3 separate regions of the Sus scrofa genome follow, and all the other regions are linked to region 2. Evidence: chromatin contacts called from public promoter capture Hi-C data. All regions are on one chromosome and are shown on one strand. Each heading gives the region's core, a stretch centred on a gene start, on an enhancer-like site or on the middle of the called end of the contact. The rest is flanking DNA. Distances are from core to core; before and after follow the strand shown.

Region 1 (4,721 bases), core at 1,117-3,616, 850 kb before region 2:
ACGTTCCCATTGTGGCTCAGTGGGTTAAGAACCAACTAGTATCCACGAGGATGCAGGTTCAATCCCTGGCCCCACTCAGTGGGAATAGGTCGCAAATGCAGCTTGGATCCTATGTTGCTGTGGCATAGGCCTGTAGCTGCAGCTCTGATTCGACCCGTAGCCTAGGGACTTTCATATGGGTGTGACCCTAAAAAGACCAAAAAAAAAAAAAAAAAAAAAAAAGTTCCCGTCGTGGCGCAGTGGTTAACGAATCTGACTAGGAACCATGAGGTTGCGGGTTTTGTCCCTGCCCTTGCTCAGTGGGTTAACGATCTGGCGTTGCCGCGAGCTGTGGTGTAGGTCGCAGATGCGGCTAGGATCCCGTGTTGCTGTGGCTCTGGCATAGGCCGGTGGCTACAGCTCCGATTCGACCCCTAGCCTGGGAACCTCCATATGCCGCGGGAGCAGCCCAAGAAATGGCAAAAACAAAAAAAAAGACAATGATGATAATTAAATGAAAAAAGAATAAAAAACAATATGTTCCCAACAAAGTTTTCAAATTTTTCTAGAGTATATGAAATACACGGGTTTACCCCATTCTAAGTTGAGGAAGACCTTTTTTTTGAAAAAAAGAAAACTAAGAAAGAAACATACCAAAATGTTATGACGATCTCTAGTTGTGGGATTAAGGATACTTTTTGCTTGCTTTCTTTTTTTCTTACTTCTCAGTGTTTTCCAAGTTTCCTACAGGTACAGCACATAACTCTTTTATAATCAGGCAAAAAAAATTACTTAAAAAAATGAAAAGTTACGGGGGATCCTGTTGGCTCAATAAGTTAAGAACTCAACTAGTATCCATGAAGATGCAGGTTCAATCCCTGGCCTCACTCAGTGGGTTAAGGGTCCAGTGTTATTGCAAACTGCGGCGAAGGTTGCAGGTGTGGCTTGGACTTGGCATTGCTGTAGCTGTGGTGTAGGCTGGCAGGTGCAGCTCCAATTCGACCCCAGTCCAGGAACTTCCATACGCAAAAGGTGAGGCCCTAAAAACAATAAAAATGAATACATACATAAATAAAATTACAAGCTATGGTAAGTTCCCTGGTGGCACAGTGGTTAAAGGATCTGACGCTGTCACTTTAAACCATTGGTGCAGCCAAAAAAAAAAAAAAAAAAAAACACTACAGGTTTAGTGAAATTGGCTGTTTTCCTTCCTTTGAACAGATCATTGAAAAAGCTAACAAATGTAGGAGTTCCTGTCATGGCACAGCGGAAACAAATTTGACTAAGAACCATGAGGTTGCAGGTTCGATCCCTGGCCTCACTCAGTGGATTAAGGATCCAGCGTTGCTGTGAGCTGTGGTGTAGGTCACAGATGCAGCTCGGATCCTGCATTGCTATGGCTCTGGTGTAGGCTGGCAGCTACAGCTCTGATTCAACCCCTAGCCTGGGAACCTCCATATGCCCCGGGTGCAGCCCTAAAAAGGACAAAAAGACAGAAAAAAAAAAAAAGCTAACAAATGTACACAATAATTTTACTGAGTATAAAGGGGAAAAGATAAAGTGTTCTAATACTTTGCCCCTAAAATCCTGTGGTTCAAAGGTGCAATAAGGGTCAAAATTGATCAGAACCAACCTTTAATTGTCTACAGTGTTCCATCTATGCTACATGCATTCATATATTAGCTCCTTTGATCATTTTAAGTTTGCTATTTCAGAGAGTATTATTTCCTAGGAAATACACTATTTGGAATGGTCTCTAAAATATCCAGTCTACAGAGTTATACCGACAAAATTTAACATAATCACATTCGTTAATGTCCAACAGCCACAAAGGTTACAGTCCTCCAGCAGGAGTTTCTGTGTCTTCGCACAGTCTCAAAGACATCACAGAAGTGTTTCCATTTGCAAATGGAAAGAACGACGACAATAAAAAGGCAAAAAGATTTTTGTTACAACATTTCTAGCTAAATTTCCATTTTAGGCACAGTTAGTAGAATGAGCAGTTCTCAAGGTCATGAAACTGTGTTAAATAAAACGCAAGATGTTTATTCTCCATTATCTATACCTGAGCATAGCAAGTCTTCTCCATCACCCTCCACAGTAACAAGAGTAAGCTGATACTCTGGAAGGAACGCTCAGCCTCGGCAAGTGGGTAGTGATACTAAGCCCACACGAGAGCAGCACGTGTAAGCCACACCGTGTAACGCGGCATATGGAGTGATCCCATAGAGAAAAAAAGCTGGAGAAAGAAAAAAGACTTTTAGGATCAGAAAAAAGAAGTGAATTGTGAGTACCTTAAAAAACAACAAAAAAAGGACATTAGGTTTCCTTACCGAGGGAACCTTCTGGGATCCACTAGGATTTCAGCCCTATAGACACCTGATCACTTTTACTTCCGGGTTCGCCACTTCCGGCTAAAGGCTTCCAGCCACCTTCTCCTCCGTCTGGGTTTTTCTCGGGAGCAGTAGTTCTTGGGTGTGCATAATAAACTACCAGAAGAAACAAAAGAGAAAAGTGGCAACGCGAGGAAAATTCCCAAGAGGCAACCAAGCCTCGTGCTCATCCGGAGTCGGAGTCCAGAGTGTAGGTTGCGATGGAGAGGGGAGCCGGCGAGCGGCAGCAGCTGTGCCAGAACATTGAAAGAACCGTAACTCCCCAGAGCGCCTCCCTGAGAATTCTGGGAGTTGTAGTTTATTTCCGACAGGGGGCCCCACCCCCAACGCCCTAGGCCGAAGGTGGAGTTTTGGTTTTCAACATTTTAGGCAAGCCCAGAAGAGATTTTCTACAGCTGTGCCTAAGAGATAAGTATATACAAGAATTTCTTTATAGATGGAGTCACTAGAGTAGCGATTCCTAATTTTTTAAAATGAGAATACCTTTTTATCATTGAATACTTCAGAGGTTTTTTCCATTGCTTGAGGAAATACCTAATGACTAATTGAGACTGTGCCTTTGTATTTTTAAAAATCATAACAGGGGAGTTCAGTGGAAACAAATCTGACTAGCATCCATGAGGGTGCAGGTTTGATCCCTGGCCTCCCTCAGTGGGTTAAATAAGGATCTAGTGTTGCTGTGAGCTGTGGTGTAGGTTGCAGATGCAGCTCAGATCCCTTGTGACTGTGGTGTAGGCCAGCAGCTACAGCTCCGATTAGACCCCATCTGGGAACCTCCATGTGCTGCAGGTGTGTCCCTAAAAATAAATAAATAAATAAAATAAACAGTTTCAGGAAAATGCAAATATATTGCCTTACTTTTTTTTTTTGGTCTTTCGTCTTTTTAGGGCTGCACCCACGGCATATGGAGTTTCCCAGGCTAGGGGTCTAATCGGAGCTGTTGCTGATGGCCTCTATACCACAGCCACAACGCTGGATTCGAGCCACGTCTGCAGCCTACACCACAGCTCACTGCAACACCGGATCCTTAACCCACTGAGCAAGGCCAGGGATGGATTGCCTTACTTTGAATATTTAACAGCGATACAGAGCTTGGAGATTGAATTTACAAATCATTGACCTAGTGCCTCAGTATTTCTTCCCGAAAAGCAAAGGCAAATATAATTCTGTATTACTGACTTCACAGCATATTTTCTTATGTTGTGACCAAATATAAAAAAAGGAGAATTCAGGGTTCCCTTGTGGCACAGTGGGCTAAGGAACTGGTGTTGTCACTGCAGCTGCCTGGATCACTCTTGTGGTGTGGGTTTGATCCCTGGCCTGAGAACTTCCACATGCCCCTGGTGCAGCCAAAAAGGGGGGGGGGAATTAGATATAAATGTAAATATCTAATGTTTATTACCTATTTCAAGATACCAACTTCTTTTTTTTTTTTTTTTTTTTTTTTTTTTTGTCTTTTGAGGGCCACACCTGTGGCATGTGGAGGTTCCCAGGCTAGGGGTCTAATCAGAGCAATGGCTGCTGGCCTACACCACAGCCACAGCAACGCGTGAGGGAGGCCAGGGATTGAACCCGCAACCTCATGGTTCCTAGTCGGATTCGTTTCTGCTGCATCATGACGGGAACTCCTCAAGGTATCAACTTCTACCACCTACATATCAGATACTACTGTAAATGGTTTAGGTCTATTAATTAATTTAATCCTTACGACAACCCTAAAATACCCATTTTACAGAAGAGAAAACGAAGGCACAGCGTTAAGGTAACTTGTCCAAGGTAAAAGAGTTACTAAGTGATATTGCTGAGATTCAGTCAAGGCCATCTGTCTTAGTGACCTGTAGCTCTTAAGCTCTGATGTGGCCTTTCTCCTCCAGAAAAAAAAAAAAAAAATTCAGTCATTCATTCAGTAACTGTTGAGTGCCATTAACATTCTCACTGTCCTAGACATGAGAATTTAGCAGAGAATAGAAAAGACAAAAATCTTCACCCTCAGGGAGCCTATATTCTAGTAGGGAACGAAGTCCAAAACCCCATATAAGATGTGCTCCTAAATCATCTAATGAAATCCTTTCATTTTTTCTTTTTCTTTTCTTTTCCCTGCTGTTTTTATTTATTTATTTGCGTTTTTTTTTTCTGTACAGCATGGGGACCAAGTTACACATACATGTATACATATTTTTTTTCCTCCCATTGTTTTTTTCTTTTTAGGGCCGCACCTGCATCACACGGAAGATCCCAGGCTAGGGGGTGAATTGGAGCTGCAGCTGCTGGCCTATGCCACGGCCACAGCCACACCAGATGCAAGCCACATCTTGGAGCTATGCTGTCCATGGTGGCAACGCAGGATCC
Region 2 (4,309 bases), core at 1,777-4,276:
GATCCAGGAAATAGAGATATTGGTAGAAATGGATTTCAATCCTAATTTCTTCCCACTTTGTATGTGTTGGACTCGATCTAATTGTAGCTGGCAAGAGAGACCACAATGACTGTCTTACCAGGGTGAGTTGGGAGGATTTATGGCTGCATTAATGCATCTTAGGATGGTCGAGCCCATTGTTCATCTAAATTAGTAGTACCAGCAGCTGTTTCAGTTAATCATTGTAATGATTGCAAACAGTACTCAAAAGAGTACCCGATTCTTTCAGCATTGTATTTTTGCTTTTTAGGGCGGCCCCCGCAGCATATAAGGTTCCCAGGGGTCCAATAGGAGCTGTAGCTGCCCACCTACACCACAGCCATGGGGGATCCGAGCTGTGTCTGCCACCTACACCACAGCTCATGGCAACTCTGGATCCTTAACCCACTGAGTGAGGCCAGGGACGAACCAGAGTCCTCATGGATACTAGTCAGGTTCGTTAACTGCTGAGCCATGGCAGGACCTCTGTCTTTCAGCATTTGAAAAGGATGGTCTTAATTTGTTAAAAGAATACCTTTGTCTCCTTCAGCATTTTTTCCTTTCAAGGAGTAACCCTATGATGGTTCTTGAAATCTTATTTTTGTTAAGATCAATGCCCTGGATCTTTTAAACATTTATTTTCTATTTCTGAACTCTTGGTTAGGAACATGTGAATCATTATTTATTAAATACTACGCAGGTTCAAAATAGCTACAGAGAAAGGGAATATGAGATTGAGCAGGTGGCAATGCTTCCGTTTTCACACTCTGAGAAGGCCAGGGTTTCTCAGGGAGGCATTCCTTGTATCTGCATTAATCGGCTGCCTAGTTCCTCATGTGGGGTGTGAGTGTGTGTGTGTGTGTGTGTGTGTGTGTGTGACACATGCTTCCAATTTCGTTTGGCTTGTGCAGCTGACTCTGTTAGGTTTTTATAAAAATTCATTTCATTTCCCTTTCCAGCTTCCCTCTTGCTGGTGTATGCATGCCAAAGTGTAATTCAGGCTTAACTGCTCAGCATGTAGGCTAGTCCAATTGCCTTGTTTTATGTATGAGGAAGCTGACACTCAAGGACGATAAGGTACCTTGATTTGGTTGAGTCATCAGCTAATGAGTTCTTCAGTTGGAACGCAGGTCTCCGATTTCTATTTCTTTTCGTGAAACATCTTCCTTTTTTAGCCCTCAACCTCTTATTTTTCCAAACTTAAATTAGGAATAAATATCTGCATTGAGTATCATTTGATGTTGGTTTTTCTGAGAACTGACTTTTGGACCGAAGAGGTGGTTATCTGGATGTGGTAAAGGGAGGAAAACAATATCAAAGGTGACTTTCCCTTTGGGTCCTTCATTCTCCCATGTGACAAAATTTCCCATTTATTTCTCCTATAATACTTAAACAGCAGTAAATGAAGATGTTTTTAACAAACGGCAGCAAACAGAACCAGGACTCGAAGCTAAGGGATTTTAAGAATAGGAATATTAAGTTCATTGGAAATTAAATTTTTCTTTTTTTGTCTTTTTAGGGCCACACCTGTGGCATATGGAGGTTCCCAGGCTAGGGGTCTAATCGGAGCTGTAGCCACTGGCCTACACCACAGCCACAGCAACGCCAGATCCGAGCCATGTCCGCTGCAGCTGGATCCTTACCCACTGTGCGAGGCCAGGGATTGAACCCTCACCCTCATGGTTCGTAGTCATATTTGTTTCCGCTGAGCCACAACGGGAACTCTGGAAATTAAATTTTCAAGATTCTCTCTTATACAGATTACAAGTCTCCTAAACTCCCTGCTTCCCCTGTGGTCTCCTTAAGATCCATTCTCTGCAGGGAAGAGCTTAAAAAAAAAAAAATTTAAACCATAGTATCTCACCCCTATTTAAAACTCTTCATAGAAAGACAAAAAGACAACAAACAAAACAAACAACTCTCCAGTACTTTTCATCGCACTCAGAATAAACTCCTAATTCCTTTATTGGTTACAAAACCCTCCAGGATGTAACCCATTCTTGTTTACTTCTCTGAGCTTATTTCCTCTTACTTTCTCATACCTCCCCCCTCAAACCCAATTTAGGACCTTTGAATTAGCAGTTTCCTTTGCCTGGAATGCTCTTCCCTCTGATATTTGCACGCCTGTCATGAAACCCCTGCTTATATCTCTCCTTGTCAAAACAATTGCCAGCACGTTATTCACTCTGTTTCCTCTGCATAGAGGAACCAACAGATTATTTCTCTCCCCTCCCCGCCATAAACTCCCTAGAACCTCAATTTATCTGTCTTCGAGGCTGCTCAACTGAGTGCCTGGAATAATACCCAATATATGTAGGCTCTCAACAAAAATTTGTTAAATGAAGAAATGAACAGATGACTGTACCCTTTCTTCCCTGCCCGTCTATCCCAACCAGGGCAAAACTCATCATGAGGATACACTTAAAAATGTCTTTCTCATCTTTCAGGTATTTCCACCCTTGAGGAATAGATGTCTTCGAGGAGACTGCAACTTCGGAGGACTAGCCCTTCCGATTCTACCGTGATTTTACATACTAGCTTTTCATCTAGGTCTTGGTTTTTCTGTGACCAGTGCTTTACACTCCGATTCTGAAATCACGTAACGACATCAGGGTGAGCACTAGGGCCCGGAAATCTCTTGATGCTAATTGTTGAGGTTAGGAAAGGGCTGTAGGCCTGGTGTGCTGTGAGTGGTCCTCCCTAGAGATGCTGGGGAGAAGGGGCGGAGCCACCCAAAGATGCGCCTTTCTTGGGCCGTCAGATCTGGTGGCTGCCGGAATGAGAAGAACCCCGTGAATTAGAAGAAAGCAAAACTAGTCTGGGGAGAAGAAGGAGCCCAGCTGACCCTAGGCGGTAAGACCCAGGGGTCGAAGGAAAGGAATCAGAGCCTCAAACCAAAACTGCTGGGCAAGCCAAGACTTGGCTATTTTGCCAGAGGAAAGGGTTAAACAGTTGCCAAGGTAACGGGCCAGGAAGCGCGCAAGACGTCCGCCGCAGGTTCGTAGGTCAGCCTCGAGTTTAAAGCTCCCCTAGCCGAGCGGATTCTGACCAATGGCGAGGCCGCTGGACGCGGTCACGTGACTCGCGGGGCCGTTCCGCTAGCTGCCCCGGAGCACGTGGAAGGTTTTTCCTGTTGCTTCTTTCCTTCTTTCAAAGCCCACCCACTTTTGCGCGGGCTCGGTCGCGGAGTTCTTCTCGCGAGAAGTGTGCCACCCTCTCGCGAGAGTGAGTGGGAGGCGTGAGGACTAGGAGGTGTTGCGGGCTGGAGCTGCGGCGGCGGCGGCGGAAGCTGGGGGTGGGCAGGCGGGGGCGGGCCGCGGGGCGGGAGGGGGGAGGGCTGGGGGCCGCTGCGGGAGGGGGCGCCCGCCTGCTCGGCAGCTCGCGCGGCTGGTCGTTGCGGGCCGCTGACATGCCTGTGAGCTGCGGAGGCTGCGGCCCCCAGGTGAGCCGGGCGCGGATCCGCCCGCGACGTGAGCGGCGCCGTTGGCTGGGGTGGCGGCGGGGTGTGGGGCCGCTGTGGATGGAGCGGCCCGACTCGGGCTCTGCAGCTCCTCCGCTGCCCGCAGTCCCTGGTCTGACTTGGGGGCTGCCCAGAGCTACGCTTTCGCAGGGTGGTGGGAGGAGGGCGGGAAGAGCAAAGCGGAGGGAGGAAGCCATAGGCACCGGGGCGGGGGCGGGGGGGGGGGTGTCCTCAGGCTCGAGGTTGGGGGGGTCTTCCTGGGGCCCGAGTGTGGCGGCGAAGCTTCAGCCCTCTTGAATGACAAGCTCAGTTTCTATCCCCAGGGTGGTCTGCAGAGCCGGGTCCCGCCGGTGCGTGCTGGTGCGTGTGCTTAGTTTGTGTTCGTGGTGCGCGCACGGGGGCATATGCAGGAGGAGGACGTTGCACTTTGTCCCCGAACAGCATCCTTCACTGTCAGAACCCTTGAGCCCTAGAAACAGGCACAACCCAAATCTTGTGACGGGAGCGGAAAGCGCAAGCAGCTCCTTGGAGTGTTGATACTTGGATTTGCTGTCAAATTTTCTCCTTGGCTGTTTGATGGCTTAAATACTGGCCATCCATATTCCTAATGGATTTGGTATATTCTTGTATCCCAGGCACCTAACCTGCTTTATTAAAAAAAAATGTGGATGTGACCAAAGAATTAAAAGCATTGGCAAAATGACAATGGCAGTACAATCTAAATCTCCGTGATGTGACATGGTGACAGTCCTGTTTACCCTCTCCTCTAAAACCTTATTAAACTGGAGGTGGTTTAACTTAAGATGCTAAGGAAATTTCAGGGTGAGAAAT
Region 3 (4,986 bases), core at 213-2,712, 890 kb before region 2:
AAAGGTGATGGCATTGTGTAAATGTCCCCTGAGTATGGGTCATAGCACAGAAAGGGATCTCTGGGATGGCCAAAGAAGATCACCATCTCCTTGGCACACATACCCAGCCTCTGGGGTGGATTTTCTGCTATGGAGACAACAGAATTGCCACTGCTGCTCTCTGGCTTTGGCACCAGAGACTTGTACAACATGTCACCATATCGCATCTGCAGGACCCCTTCCATGAGGTCCAGACAGTACTTCTTCACAATAGGTTTGGTCAACAGCCCTTCCAGGTATTCCCGATCTTTATCCGTGAAGTGTGTCCAGCGGACACACTTGAAGACTTCGGCAGCGCTGGGACCCCGCTCCTTGGGAGCCGCCTCCAACCACTGCACCGCAACGTGACACACTGTCCGCTCACTCTCGATGTCTAGACTATCCAGGCGCAGGACAGCCAGCAGTTGGGCCAGGGTCAGATCGGCCAGAGACTCCTCGCGAATCGAACCCATGCGGCTGAGCTGCTTGAAGTTGTGCGCGATAAAGGACTGGGCCTGCGACCGCAGCTTGTGATGGTCGAAGGCGTCGGCGAACTTGAGGATGGCCGTGCAGTTGGCCAGGTCAAGGCGGCGGGCTAGGAACGACGCACAGGCTTCCCGCACATACTCCAGCTGCAGCATGTCCGAGGCCGCGTAAAGGCGCTGCACGTTGGCCTCACTCAGGGACACGCGACCCGTGTAGCAGTAATCGACCAGCACCTCGAAGGATTCGGCATCTACGTCGTGCATGGTCACGTTCGTCTGATGGCTCTCGTACATGCCGCCGGTGAACATGCTCTTGAAGTAGGGACACGCGGCGGCCAGCACGTTACGGTTGCAGGAAAAAAGGCGACCCGTGCCAGGCCCGCTGCCAGGCGTGACCACCTCGATGGTCACATCACAGAGCAGCCGCGCGTCGTAGAAGGACTTGAGCTGTGCCAACAGGGCTGCGGAATGGGCCGTGTCCTTCAGCTCCTCCGACCCCGTGAAAAAAGCCGAAACCGAAGGCTTGGAAATCCTCTTGGGCCGCCTCCCACCGCGGGGACTGGCGAGGCGGCGAGAGCGCGAAGCTTCTTCCCGGGACTGCATGGTGGAGATGCTGGTAGGGAGCTGAGGGCGAGAACGGGTGCAAAGACCGGGCTCGGGCGCCTCCTCACCCTTCTCTCGCTGACGCTAAGGTTGTGGTGTCTCCGGAGAGACTGCGCGGGGGCCGCGCTTACTTAACTCAGCCCTACACCGCGGTGCCGCCTCCCTTTATAGCGTAGACAGTGCCTGACTCACCCGTTTCCAGTTCCGCGCCCTTTCTCCGCCTCAACTCGCCCTCACAGGACCTACTGGCTGGAACCAAGAGATCCGCCACTGCCGCGCTGGCAATACCGGTAGGCTTCCAGGAGAACTACCACTCCCAGACTGCCTTTCGCGCCTGACGCAGGCGGGGCCCTCCCCACTCGCCCACTTTAGCGGCGGCAGAGAAGGCGCTTTGCATGTTGGGAGTAGTAGTTTGAGTAATATCGCGAGGCTTCCGGGGCAAGACTGCTTCAGGGTTTGAGCGTTTATTCTCCCGGCTCCGACGGCTTGGCATTTTGGCTTTGAAGTCCAGAGTAAGAGCCCAGTTTTAATGTTTATTAACTGTGTAGCTTCCCTCTGAGAACTTTTCCTTCTTTGCAAAATGGGGAGAATAGTCTTTCCTAGGGTCGTGTGAGGATGAAATGAGATAAAAATTGCATAGGACACAGGATGCTTCAATAAATATTTGTGTGTGTGTGTTTTAATTTTTTAATAGTTATTTCCCCAAATATTTGTTGATTAGAACAATTAAGTGCTTACACTCTGTTTAAAATATAAAGATTAATAATTGTCGGCTTTTCTCTTAGAATTTATTAAGAGTGCGACACCCACTTAACTTGAAACCATGAGCAATTACTGCAAAGAAAACATCCAGTGTTTAATGTTGCTACTTCTGGAAGATTCTGAACGTTATTACAATATTTTCAGTACTAAGTGACATATAAATTCATTAGGATGTTGAAGTTCCCGTCGTGGCGCAGTGGTTAACGACTAGGAACCATGAGGTTGCGGGTTCGGTCCCTGCCCTTGCTCAGTGGGTTGACGATCCGGTGTTGCCGTGAGCTGTGGTGCAGGTTGCAGACGCGGCTCGGATCACGTGTTGCTGTGGCTCTGGTGTAGGCTGGTGGTTACAGCTCCGATTAGACCCCTAGCCTGGGAATCTCCATATGCCGCCGGAGCGGCCCAAGAAATAGCAAAAAGACCAAAAAAAAAAAAAAAAAATCATTAGGATGTCTTAGACAAAGATGAGGTCCTAGAGAACAGCATTTATAGATGGCCTTAAATATGAAAATCAGGCATATAAATAGGTTGGCATCTCACCAAATCAACACTTCATTCCGAGGAACAAGGTTATTTTCACAACCTCTTGATATGAGTGTTACTCATACTGTTCTTTCAGTTCCTTTCCACCAATCCTTTGAAGATTTTGGAACTGTCTTTATTAAGGAGTTTTAACGAGAGTTTTAAATTAAAATATTTAAACAAACATACCTTGAATCGTACAAAAGCACAAGATTCAAACAGCTTGGGATTCATATATGCCCTGACATTCCTTGAAGTAATACAGTACAGCCTATGCTTTAAAGAAGTGTTTTATATATGTACTAATCAACATTAGTTAAATATTCAAAATCAAGTGTTTAGAGATTTGTTAGAGAACTTTTATTTAAAACCCAGACCACTCCTGTTGCTAGTTTGTGAAGTGTTACCATAACCTAATGAATGAAATCTTCAATATTATATGAATAGGTGGATAGCGCACAGCAGGAGAATAACTTTTAAAAACTGTTTGGGGGAGTTCCCATCTTGGCTCTGCAGTAAACGAACCCGACTAGTATCCGTGAGGACAAAGTTCGATCCCTTGCCTTGCTCAGTGGGTTAAGATCCCACATTGCTGTGGGCCATGGCATAGACCAGCAGCTACAGCTCCAATTCGACCCCTGACCCGGGAACCTCCATATGCCGCAGGTGTGGCCCCAAAAGACAAACAAAACAAAACAAAAACACCCTAAAAACAACAAAAAACTGTTGTGGTTTCTCTGAATATTGTGTCCAATAATTTCACTCCCAGGCCTTTACCCAAGGGGAATTAAAACATGTCCATAAAAAGACTAGTGCATGTTCATAGTAGATTTATCCATAATAACCAAAATTAGAAATAATCTAGGCGTTCCTGTTGTGGCGAAGCGGAAATGAATCTGACTAGGAACCATGAGGTTGTGGGCTCGATCCCTGGCTTCACTCAGTGGGTTAAGGATCTGGCATTGCCATGTTGCTATGGCTGTGGCAAAGGCTGGTGGTTACAGCTCCAATTCGACCCCTAGCCTGGGAACCTCCATATGCTGTGGGTGCGGCCCTAAAAACCAAAAAAAGAAAGAATCTGAATATATATCGATAGAAATTTAAAAAATTATTAGTAGTATATTATTCTTTTTAGGGCCCCACTTCCAGGCTAGGGGTCAAATCGGAACTACAGCTGCCGGCCACAGCCACAGCCACAGCAACTCAGGGTCCGAGCTGCACCTGCAACCTACATCACAGCTCACACAACGCTAGATTCTTAACACACTGAGCGGCGACAGGGATCAAACCCGAATCCTTAGGGATACTAGTTGGCTTTGTTACCACTGAGCCACAACAGGAACTCCTAAAAAAATTAATTGTGGTATATTCACAGAGTATAATACTACTTGGAGACTAAACAAAACAATCTTTGATACCTGAAGTATTGTAAGAGAACAGGTGTTCTCTTAATGGTGCAGCAGGTTAAGGATCCGGCTTTGTCTCTGCCCTAGCTTGGATTGCTGCTGTGACACAGGTTCAATCCCTGGCCCAGGAAATTCCATATACTGCAGGCACAGCTGGAGAAAGAAAAATTTGGAATAAAAGAAACCAGATATACAGGAGTACATACTGTATGACCATTTATGTGGACTATTTGTGTTTCCAGAACAGTGAAAATAAGCCACGGTGAATAAAAAAAATCATAAAGGCTGCCACTGTTGGTGGAGGGAGAGTTGGCAGATTGCTGGATTAAGTGGAAAGGAACACAAGGAAACTTTCAGGGGTGATGGAAATGTTTCCTCTGCTTTGTGTTTTGTTTTGCCTTTTCTTTAGAGCCAAAGGTGTGGCATATGGATGCTCCGAGGCTAAGGGTGGAATCTGAGTTGCAGCTGCCTGCCTACACCACAGCCACACCAACGCTGGATCCAAGCTGGGTCTGCAGTATACACCACAGTTCACAGCAACACTAATCCTTAACCCCCTGAGCGAGGCCAGGGATTGAACTTGCATCCTCATGGATACTAGTCAGGTTTGTTTCTGCTGTGCCACAACGGGAACTCCCATCAAATTCAATTTTAAATTAACTCTAAGGTTTATTTTATTTTTTTCAATTTTTGGGGGTCTTTTTTTAGGGCTGTACCCAAGACATATGGAGGTTCCCAGGCTAGGGGTCGAATTCTGGAGCTGTAGCTGCCAGCCCACACCACAGCCACAACAACACCAGATCCGAGCCAAGTCTTTGACCTACACCACAGCTCATGGCAACGCTGGATCCTTAACCCACTGAGCAAGGCCAGGGATTGAACGCACAATCTCAGGGTTCCTAGTTGGATTTGTTTCCGACAGGAACTCCTAAGGTTTATTTTTTTAAAAAATAAAATTTGTGATTCCTTGATACTCTAAAGGCAGTATGCATATGAGGCAATAAATTTTGGCTCTCCAGATTTTTTACAAGAACTCTGATTTATGTTTGGCTTATATGTTCATCCCTTATTTTTCTACTGACAGGTAAAGATGTCAAGTTTATCTTTGTGGTTTGGAAGACTAGTGGGTCTATCTGAATAAAGCAGGATTTTGAATTTAACTGAATGTTCCTGTCTGAAAATAAAGTATATCA

The links. Promoter capture Hi-C pulls out the DNA fragments that hold promoters and counts their contacts.
Region 1: a promoter capture Hi-C map of liver shows a contact between it and region 2, with 9 times the contacts expected there. The contact joins the promoter of MTRF1 here to the promoter of AKAP11 in region 2. A contact is called at or near these places in 1 of 5 promoter capture datasets (liver), 1 of 47 Hi-C or Micro-C datasets (liver) and 2 of 2 datasets of contacts at active chromatin or transcription factors (alveolar macrophages and skeletal muscle).
Region 3: a promoter capture Hi-C map of liver shows a contact between it and region 2, with 5 times the contacts expected there. The contact joins the promoter of KBTBD7 here to the promoter of AKAP11 in region 2. A contact is called at or near these places in 1 of 5 promoter capture datasets (liver) and 1 of 2 datasets of contacts at active chromatin or transcription factors (alveolar macrophages).

What each region holds. Positions count from the first base shown.
Region 1 is chr11:25,601,714-25,606,434 of Sscrofa11.1, reverse strand. MTRF1 (mitochondrial translation release factor 1) reads right to left here and starts at 2,366. Exons shown (of 12, transcript NM_001243580.1): 1 at 2,313-2,366; 2 at 2,045-2,218; 3 at 634-723. It overlaps LOC100513562 (voltage-dependent calcium channel gamma-like subunit), which reads right to left. Exons shown (of 2, transcript XM_013980568.2): 2 at 4,561-4,721.
Region 2 is chr11:24,751,127-24,755,435 of Sscrofa11.1, reverse strand. It overlaps AKAP11 (A-kinase anchor protein 11), which reads left to right and starts at 3,026. Exons shown (of 13, transcript XM_021065623.1): 1 at 3,026-3,243.
Region 3 is chr11:25,640,137-25,645,122 of Sscrofa11.1, reverse strand. KBTBD7 (kelch repeat and BTB domain-containing protein 7) reads right to left here and starts at 1,462. Exons shown (of 2, transcript XM_003130995.5): 1 at 1-1,462. The coding sequence starts at 1,106.